3 separate regions of the Zea mays genome follow, and all the other regions are linked to region 2. The links are chromatin contacts, called in public Hi-C maps. All regions are on one chromosome and are shown on one strand. Each heading gives the region's core, a stretch centred on a gene start, on an enhancer-like site or on the middle of the called end of the contact. The rest is flanking DNA. Distances are from core to core; before and after follow the strand shown.

The links. A called contact is a pair of places that touch in the nucleus more often than the background predicts.
Region 1: a Hi-C map of tassel shows a contact between it and region 2, with 2.0 times the contacts expected there. The contact joins the promoter of LOC100282850 here to the promoter of LOC100283590 in region 2. A contact is called at or near these places in 6 of 25 Hi-C or Micro-C datasets (bundle sheath, ear, leaf and 3 more).
Region 3: a Hi-C map of bundle sheath shows a contact between it and region 2, with 4 times the contacts expected there. The contact joins the enhancer-like site here to the promoter of LOC100283590 in region 2. A contact is called at or near these places in 2 of 25 Hi-C or Micro-C datasets (bundle sheath and ear).

Annotation. Positions count from the first base shown.
Region 1 is chr6:80,902,781-80,905,583 of Zm-B73-REFERENCE-NAM-5.0, forward strand. It overlaps LOC100282850 (iron-sulfur assembly protein IscA), which reads left to right and starts at 1,486. Exons shown (of 3, transcript NM_001371885.1): 1 at 1,486-1,824. The coding sequence starts at 1,653.
Region 2 is chr6:80,615,472-80,618,417 of Zm-B73-REFERENCE-NAM-5.0, forward strand. It overlaps LOC100283590, which reads left to right and starts at 1,290. Exons shown (of 7, transcript NM_001156491.1): 1 at 1,290-1,477; 2 at 2,445-2,946. The coding sequence starts at 2,503.
Region 3 is chr6:80,279,048-80,281,805 of Zm-B73-REFERENCE-NAM-5.0, forward strand. No RefSeq gene overlaps it. Among protein-coding and RNA genes, the nearest start is that of LOC109940444, 19 kb to the left of the region's middle. Within about 2 kb of position 1,429, at least 18 of the 20 cell types and tissues checked have an H3K27ac peak or open chromatin away from gene starts, as enhancers often do. A contact at or near this core is called in bundle sheath and ear, where this site is marked.

The DNA of each region.
Region 1 (2,803 bases), core at 236-2,735, 290 kb after region 2:
GGCGACCTCAAAACCCCTGGAGCCTGCGCCAGCCTGGTCTCCGGCGACTGCACTGTCGCGGACGGGAGCAGTGTCAGCCGCCGTGCAGTTAACCCCCTCGCATTTGATCTCAGCCGCCTGTCCCCGATCAAGCGGCCCATATCACTAGGTACATGTTCTCGCGTGCCCCCTGCCCCTGGATCCCACTCGCCGGTCGCCTGCACCCCTGACGCTGGGCCGGACTGGTCAGCCCGCCCTCGCCCCCGAGCCACTGACTGCCCTGGCCCGCCTGTTAGTGCTCGCCCGCGCGCTCGCTCTTCCGCGAGATCGGTTTTCGGTCGTTGATATGAGATCGGACGACCGAGAACGCCCCTTACCCCTTCGCCTGGTAAATCTGTTAAATAGCCCCTCGGATTCTTAGAAATCAACCCCCAGTCCGGTTTTCTTGTGCCTGAGTTCCTGGTTTCTTGCAGAGAGACCCTTGGACTTTTATTATAATCACAGAAATAGGTTTAATTTAGGGTTTTGAATTCTAAAACTTGTAAATTTCATAACTTTTGCATATGAACTCCAAATTGGATGGTTCAAATTGCAAAATGTTCATTATCTTATTTTCTATCTGTTTAAATTATATTCATTCATTGTTTCCATGTCTCAATTTTGTGGTTAGTCTCTAGGTTAGTGTAAGGTTATAGAATATTTATTAAAGGTAAAATAAAAGATAAAACCCTAGTGAATATTCAAGTGCTTAAATTTGTAGACCTAACCTCATTTAATGTATGACCCCATCCCGAGAATAAGTTTATTTAGGTAAGTAATTTACTGAGATAGACTTAGTTAGAGAACAATAGACCACTCGACATAGTGATCTACCCCAAAACCTAGATTGCACCTGTGTGTCTTACCCCTTTTATTGAACATGTGTTCACACTGTTGCATATGTTTGGTGTACTGTTCTCTTGTCATTCTCCAAGCACGTTGAATGAATGATTGCTTTGCGTAGACAACGAGCAGTCCGAGGTTTCCGAGTGTGTTGCAGGAGACGTCCCTGAACAGCAACATGGTGAAGGCAAGTGTACTCTGACCCATTATGTCCTATTTACTTTATAATTTATTGTCCTGCATATCATGATCAACCTAAGGATGGACTAGTGTTCTGTTCCTCCTGCCCTAGGTTATCCTTTGGGAATTGGTTATTTTGAGTAGTATCATGCTACTGCTTTACTTTAATCAATGAACATGATGAGAACATTTATGATACGTTGATGATATTCTGATTATAATGAGTATGAAAAAAAAATTATACCCGAAATTTAGAGAATTACAAGCGTTTATGTTGGAATTTTCTTTTAATTATTGCTTACGTGACTATTTAAAGACGGCGTATTGTTGTATGTGCCCTGCCATATTAGACGGGTGTAATTTTTTTTTCTCAAACGTTTTTTAGAAATATTTTTTCAAAATAAAACAAAAAATTCAAAGCTGCCAGCACCCTGTGGGCCGTATAGCCCGATGCGAAAATGCTTGAAGCCTCCAAGAATCTGGGTGCACCGCTGAGGCGCTGACCACCACGCACCACCTCACCAGATCTTTCTTCCTGTTGCTTCCTCGGCTGGTTTCCTTCTCTCGCCGCGTCGCCTGCTTCTTCCCCCAACCAAAGACACGAATCAGCCATGGCGCTCGCCTCCGCCACGTCCCGCCCCCTCCTCGGTCGCCCCGCCGGCACCGCGCGGCCCCACCTCGCCGTTTCCTCATCCTCCCCCGCCTCCTCGATCCGCTTCCCCCGCGGCGCCGACGGCGGCGCCAGCAGAGCGGCCGTCTCTCTCCGCGCCCCCACGCCTCCAGGTCCGTGGTCAACCCGGGTGTTTATTTCCCCCGCGCCACAATTAGAAGTTATGCTCGTGGCAAAGGATTTGGGCTTGGGTTGTGGAGACGTATGAAAACTGAACTCTGTTTGATCCATGATGCTCTCTCTAGCTTTTGGACACGGTCACAGCCACATGGACGATAGTCGATATGAATATATTACGTGCAAGACTCTTTCAGAGCAAGCTTAGCTTCGTAGCCGCAGAAATTATTAAGTGCTTTAAATCGGCTGTCAGCAGTAGTATAAGATATGTATTCTAACAGAATTCCAATTAAGCACGCATATCACAGTATACTATTGCCTTATCGCGTTAATATGAATTAGCTTTTCTCTTGGCTAATGGCTACCCTAGTTGCTCAGTTCAATGCTTGGCAGTTTGGACCTTGTTTCTTTCATTGCCAGGTTATCCGCATTCAATTTATCCTTGAATGACAGAGGTTTAAACTTCACTGCTAGTTCCCAAGTAGTACGTCTTACAATATATAAATCACAAGGATTGTGCTACATGACAGTTTTACTTGGGGTTACCTTGATCTTGTTTCATTCTTCAAGCCACAAGTAAAATTTCCCCTTTCTAAAGCTGTATGTAATGTTAAAATACAATACTCACAACCTAGTAAGCATTTTGTTTCTGGTGTTCATTATTGGTATTTGGTAGGCCAGACGAAACTTCAAAAATAAATTGTTAACATGAACACAACATCTGTGCCTGAACCTTGGCTTGTGGTTTCTGTTGGGTTTCAACTCTAGTCTATCCCAACTTGCTTGGGACTAAAAGGCTTTGTTGTTGTTGTTGTGAGCACAACATTGATCCGTAAGCATTTTTCCTGCCTCCAAATACAACCGTGGAGCTATAGATTGAAATGGACTTCAATTATTTATTTCATGTCACTCATATGCTCATGTTTCCAATAACAACAACAAAAAAGGCAACGTTTAACATGACGCAAAATCATG
Region 2 (2,946 bases), core at 40-2,539:
GATGCAACGATCCAGCAGTGGATTCATCAAATTCTCCCTCTAGGTGACTTGTCTCTTGTTCCAGCCTTTGTTGGAGAAACTGGGAAACATGGACGCTCTCTGCAGATCCGGTGCACATCCCAGTTTGTGCTGTCTCCATTGCACGAGGTCGCGGTGGCCAGAACATGGCATCGACTGGGCAATTGAAGATTGCGGCGGCGCGACCTGTACTATCGCGGACGGGTACAACGCGCATGGGCGGGAAAGCACGGGGGCGGTACAGGGAGGGCGGGAGATCGGGCGGGAGGGCGCGGGAACGGGATGGCTGGGAGAGCGCGGGGGCGGTACAGGGAGGGCGGGAGATCGGACGGGAGGGCGGGAGATCGGGCGAGAGGGCGCGGGAATGGGATGGCTGGGAGAGCGCGGGGGTGGGATATGGCGATTTTGCGAGACACAACAACTCGACAAAATTGGCTAGCGACGGAGAGCGATGCCGAGCGAGATGGCGAAAGCGAGGTTGAAGAAGAGCTCCTAGATTCGGTTTTCACGGGTTTTATGTTTTTTTTGCCGATCGAATGATTTTTAAACCTGTCTGTTGGAGCTGCTCTAACTAATAGCTAATTTACTAAAAATAGCTAATAGCTAAAATATTAGCTAGAGTGTTTGGATGAATATAGCTAATTTTAGCCACTAACTATTAGCTGCATTCAAACACCACCATGCATTAGAGCTAATATCTAGTTAGATAAAAAATTGATAGTAGAATTGACTACCTAACTATTATTTAATTTACTAAAAATAGTTAATAGCTAAATTTTTAACTAGAATGTTTAGATATTTCCAACTAATTTTAGCCGTTAATTATTAAATTTAGTGCATTCAAACACAGCTGACTACCGCTGACTACGCAACCAAACTATGCTTTGAGGATAGCAATTTTATTCATTGCCCGATGCAATCAAAGATGACATGACATTTTTTGGAAATCATCCCATAAAATATAGCACCGAGAATGGTCTAAATTAGCTACTCCTAAAACGATCACCAATCGGTCATTCTGTCTTACCTGTTCCACGATCATGGTGCATCGCTTTCTTTGCTGTACCACCCAAATTTCGTGTAGAACCGTCGGACAGCTAGAACAAGGAAAAGCAGCAGAAAAAAAATTGGATCAATAATGGAATCCGGGCCCACCTGGTTCCGCTGCCCTGATCGGCCCTAGGGGCATTGTCGTCCTTGCACATCACCGTATGCTCGACCCGTGTCCATGTGTGTATATATATCTCCATGCGTTTGCCACTTACGGCTCTGCTTCGTGGCCGCCTTTTTTCAGAGAAAACAGAGGGAGGAAAGAAAAAGCTCACCCCCCTCTCTCTTCCCACCACCTCTCTCACGTGTGTGAGGTGGCGAGCCCAAGGAGGAGCGGGAGGCCACAAGTCCGATCCGCCCGTATCTAATCCGCTCGAGCGCAGCGGCTCGTTCCTCGCGGGGGCGCACGGTGAGTTCCCGACGATCTGCGTGCTACGAGTTTCCAGGGCGTGGGGGCGGTGGATTTCGGGCCGCATTCCGGTTTCGTGGGTAGATCTGGCGGTTTCGTGCGGAGTTCTATCGGCGCCCTAATGCTGCTGGTGATGAGGGATTTTTTTAAACCGTCGGGTTTTTCTTGTGTGTGTTCAAATTTGCGGAAATTGACGGGGGTCACGGGCGAAATGTATGGTTTTAAGGTGGGTGTTGTGCCTGGCCTGAATTGGGCACGAACAATGGCGTAGTTTAGGGTGTTGGGATGCTGTGGATTTGCCGGCAATGCGCTTCTGTTCTTAGCTGGAAAAAAACTGGAGCTTTTGATTCGTTTTATTCGGTTGGAAACATGGCCCGGCGTCCCGGCCAACTGGCTTGAGCTGTTTCCAGACCAGAGAGAAGGTTGGTTGGATTTCTCTGGCCTAGTAGGCATTTGTTGGCCTCCCACCCCCCAAAACTTGTGGTGGTGGCCGTAGTTGAAATGCTTTCTAATGGTGGGGCAGTGACCCTCGCTTTCGAACCGATTCGTATGGGCGCAGCTGGTTCCAGTGTTCTTTGGTGGTGGCCTTGCTTTGCCCGAAAAGGTACGTCTTCAGCAGTTGGATGCCTGGATCCGGTGGCCTATGCCTGTCTTCTAATTAATTTGAGAAAATTGAGTGCGTTCTCATATTTCTGTATAAAAAATGTAAATGTCCATTGCTCCTTTCTGCCCGAAACTGGAAAATTTTAACCATCACAGTCACACAACAGCCGTGTTCCTTTCGATGTCTTATTCACGAGAATGCAATGGAAAATAGGGGAGAACCGTGGTTGTTGTGTTCCTTTCAAGGTCTTATTCACGAGAATGCAATGGAAAATAGGGGAAAACTGTGGTGCTTTCTTGTAAAAAATGGTGAATACATACACCTTCTCACAAAAGCTTCTGTTTTTGTTGATTATTTCTTCAGGTTGGCATTTCGAGTGCTGAGACATCGGCTTCATTGAATCCTAAAGCACGGTTGAGCCATGGCTGGCTCCCTTGCTGCCTCAGCCTTCTTCCCTGGCCCAGGGGCGTCTCCAGCAGCATCCGCGAAGAACTTGGCTGGTGAAGTACCGGATAGTTTGAGCGTCCGTGGTATTGTCGCAAAGCCTAATGCCAATTCTGGGAACATGCAAGTGAAGGCTCAAGCACAAACCCTTCCCAAGGTTAATGGCACCAAGGTTAACCTCAAGAATGCAAGCTCAGACACAGAGGAGGCGATACCCTACACTGCTCCCAAGACATTCTACAACCAACTGCCAGATTGGAGCATGCTTCTTGCGGCTGTCACTACCATCTTCCTGGCAGCAGAGAAGCAGTGGACACTGCTTGACTGGAAGCCGAAGAAACCCGACATGCTTGTTGATACATTTGGTTTTGGTGGGATCATCCAGGATGGGATGGTGTTTAGGCAAAACTTCATTATTCGG
Region 3 (2,758 bases), core at 179-2,678, 340 kb before region 2:
TGCGCATCTTTACCCATAAGTCATGTTACCCACTTGTCAAGGGATCGCGACTTCCCATTCATCTCTACCGAGGAGACGAGGCATGGTAGCACTACTAGGCCTTTCCAAAGTTAAACTAGTTCGAGAAAAATCGCTACAGATTCAGAAAGAAGGAAGCATAGAAATCCCTCGTCCAAAAATCTTTATGGACAGTTCGACCCCAGGACCTCCCTATACTCTACAGTGGTGCCTCCCCGCTTGCCCCTTTCGGGTAAGGTAATCTCTCTCTAGCTTTCCTAACTACTTGGCCAAGGGCATCCCATTCCACCCTTGTGGTAGCACTATTTTCCCGGGTGGTTCTCCATGTTCCAATTAATACAATAATCTTCTCATGAATAGTACTTAAACCAATAGTATTAATGGAACATGATCATATATAACATTAATTTCCCAAAACCAGGTAGAGCAATAGCAAATCTACCCAATATTTCATTTGTTTGAAAGGTGTGGGATAAACAATACTAGGGAAACCTATTAGGTCCCATCAAATTAACCTGAGCATGTCACAGTTATTAACAGGAACATTATTAGGTAAAGAAGAGTGATCAAGGGCACAATTTGCTTATGACTTGCGAATCCAGGTACTTCACCAAGTTGGTCTTCGGGTTTCTCGTGACCTCGCCGCTACTCGTAGCAATACAAACAAATAGGCCAGGAGTACATAAAAATAACATTACACCAAACATAAGAACAAACTATGTAGGAATATTCTATACGTTGCTACGAGATCGTAGGTTCGAGAACTACTAAAATTAGAGTTATAGTTGAAAAGATATGGCTTTTATAAGACTTTTGTGATTAGGAAATTAAAACTAGGTCTTATCTTGATTTTATAAATCATATGAGAAAGATAATCCAAAGAAATAATTAATTCCACTTTAATCAAAACTATAACTTGATTAGGGATTTTAATCAGATTATAATTATAGATAGATTAGCCTAGATTAGTAGAGTTAATCTACCAGATATAGATTGCACACTATCGAATTATAAATATATGGGCTATGGTGCATATGATGTTGTTAAAGCGTAGGAAATATTTTTATGAAGCTAACGCGACTTGAACGAACTAAATCGGAGTTAAAACGAGCAATATATGGATTAAATGAGTTTTAAGTCATTTTTAAAACTAAAATCGAGCTCTAGGGATTTATTTGCAATTTTCAGGGACTGTTGCATAATCTTCTTACCGCACGGGTGGACAGCGAGTTTATTTGTAATAACCCAAGGGGCTCTTTTGCAATAATGTCGGACTGGAGTATCTTAAGGTCTTAGCCGTCCGATCTAATACCGAAGGCACACATTAGATTGTGGATGGAACCAAGCGTTACGCGGCTGAGGCCGTCCGATTCGAGATCAATGGCCCACATTTTACCTATAGGATAACAGCTTAGATCCGATCGATGTCAGATCAACGGCCCGGATCACACCACCGAATCGGTATAGCACTATCAGATCCAGACCGCTCGCATGGGATCCAACAGCAAGATTTCTATGCGACGAAGGGTATGTGCTATCACATCTGAATCGTATGCTCTAGAATCTACGGTTCACAACTCATTTTCCTCCGATCTAATCCTAGGCGCTGGATGGAAATCCAACGGCGGTCGTGCATCAGCTCCAAACCGACGACGCCGAGCGACGGAGCTGTGCCCCATACGGCGGAGGCCGTGGCCGGAGATGGCCATCCCGGTGCACAACTCCCTAAACTCCGATTAGAACGGAGCTACATGTGAAGAACGGTAAGTCAAAATTCATGGGTACGAGGCTCATCGGTGGAGAAGGCGTGCCCGAGCTGGCCACGGCACACGGATTTCCCGCGATTGATCTTCAACGCCGGCGAGAAATCCTGGATAGGTCAGAGGCAATCACCGCACGGAAAGGCCACGAGCAGGTGTGGACGGTCTAGGCAACTCTTCTTGGCGGCTTCAGATCTCTCCACCAGCTGCACAGATGGATCTCCACCTCCCGCCGTGGATCACTCCTCCCTTCCAGCATACCAATGGCTGTGACTTCACGGCGGAGACGTAAACGGACGGGGGAACGTGAGGTCTGGTTCGTTTTATAGCCCGGAGGCCAAGTCTAGGCAACCCAAGGCGGGTTGCCTCGACCAAGCGCGAAATCCAGGGTCAGTGTGGCGATTGTTACGCCCGTAGCTTCGGTCAGGGTAGTTGAGACGAACGACCTGGTCACTGGGCCCCACTTGCCAGGGTCACGTAATGAGGCACGCGGAGAGAACGACTGGTTTGTTGCGGAGAGGGCGATGAGCGCTGATAGACTGGTCCCACAAGTCAGCGCCGAGAAGGGAGAAAGGCGCGCGGCACGCGACGGAGTGGCTGGCATGTGGGATTAGGGTATCGGTGCTGGTCAGTGGAGTTGAGCCGCGCGCGGGAGACCTTGTGGGCCAAAACCAACGGCAAGGCCCAGTCGGCGCACTCCCTTTCCTATCTTTTTTTTATTTTCTATTTCTTTTATTTTCTGTTTGCTATTCTATTGTAATTCTTCATGTTTCAAATAAAAATCCCACCAAGTTGAAACTTCAAATTTTTAATTTCTCAAATCAGTGCACAAACCAGTAAACTCCAACATAATGCATAATTTCTTATGTTTACTTAGCATGTGTAAAGAAAAAAGGGCAATATGCTTCACTAATAAAACACATAAAAATAACTCTTATTATTATTTCCTGAATAGCTAAAGTCGAAGAAATTCCTACTAT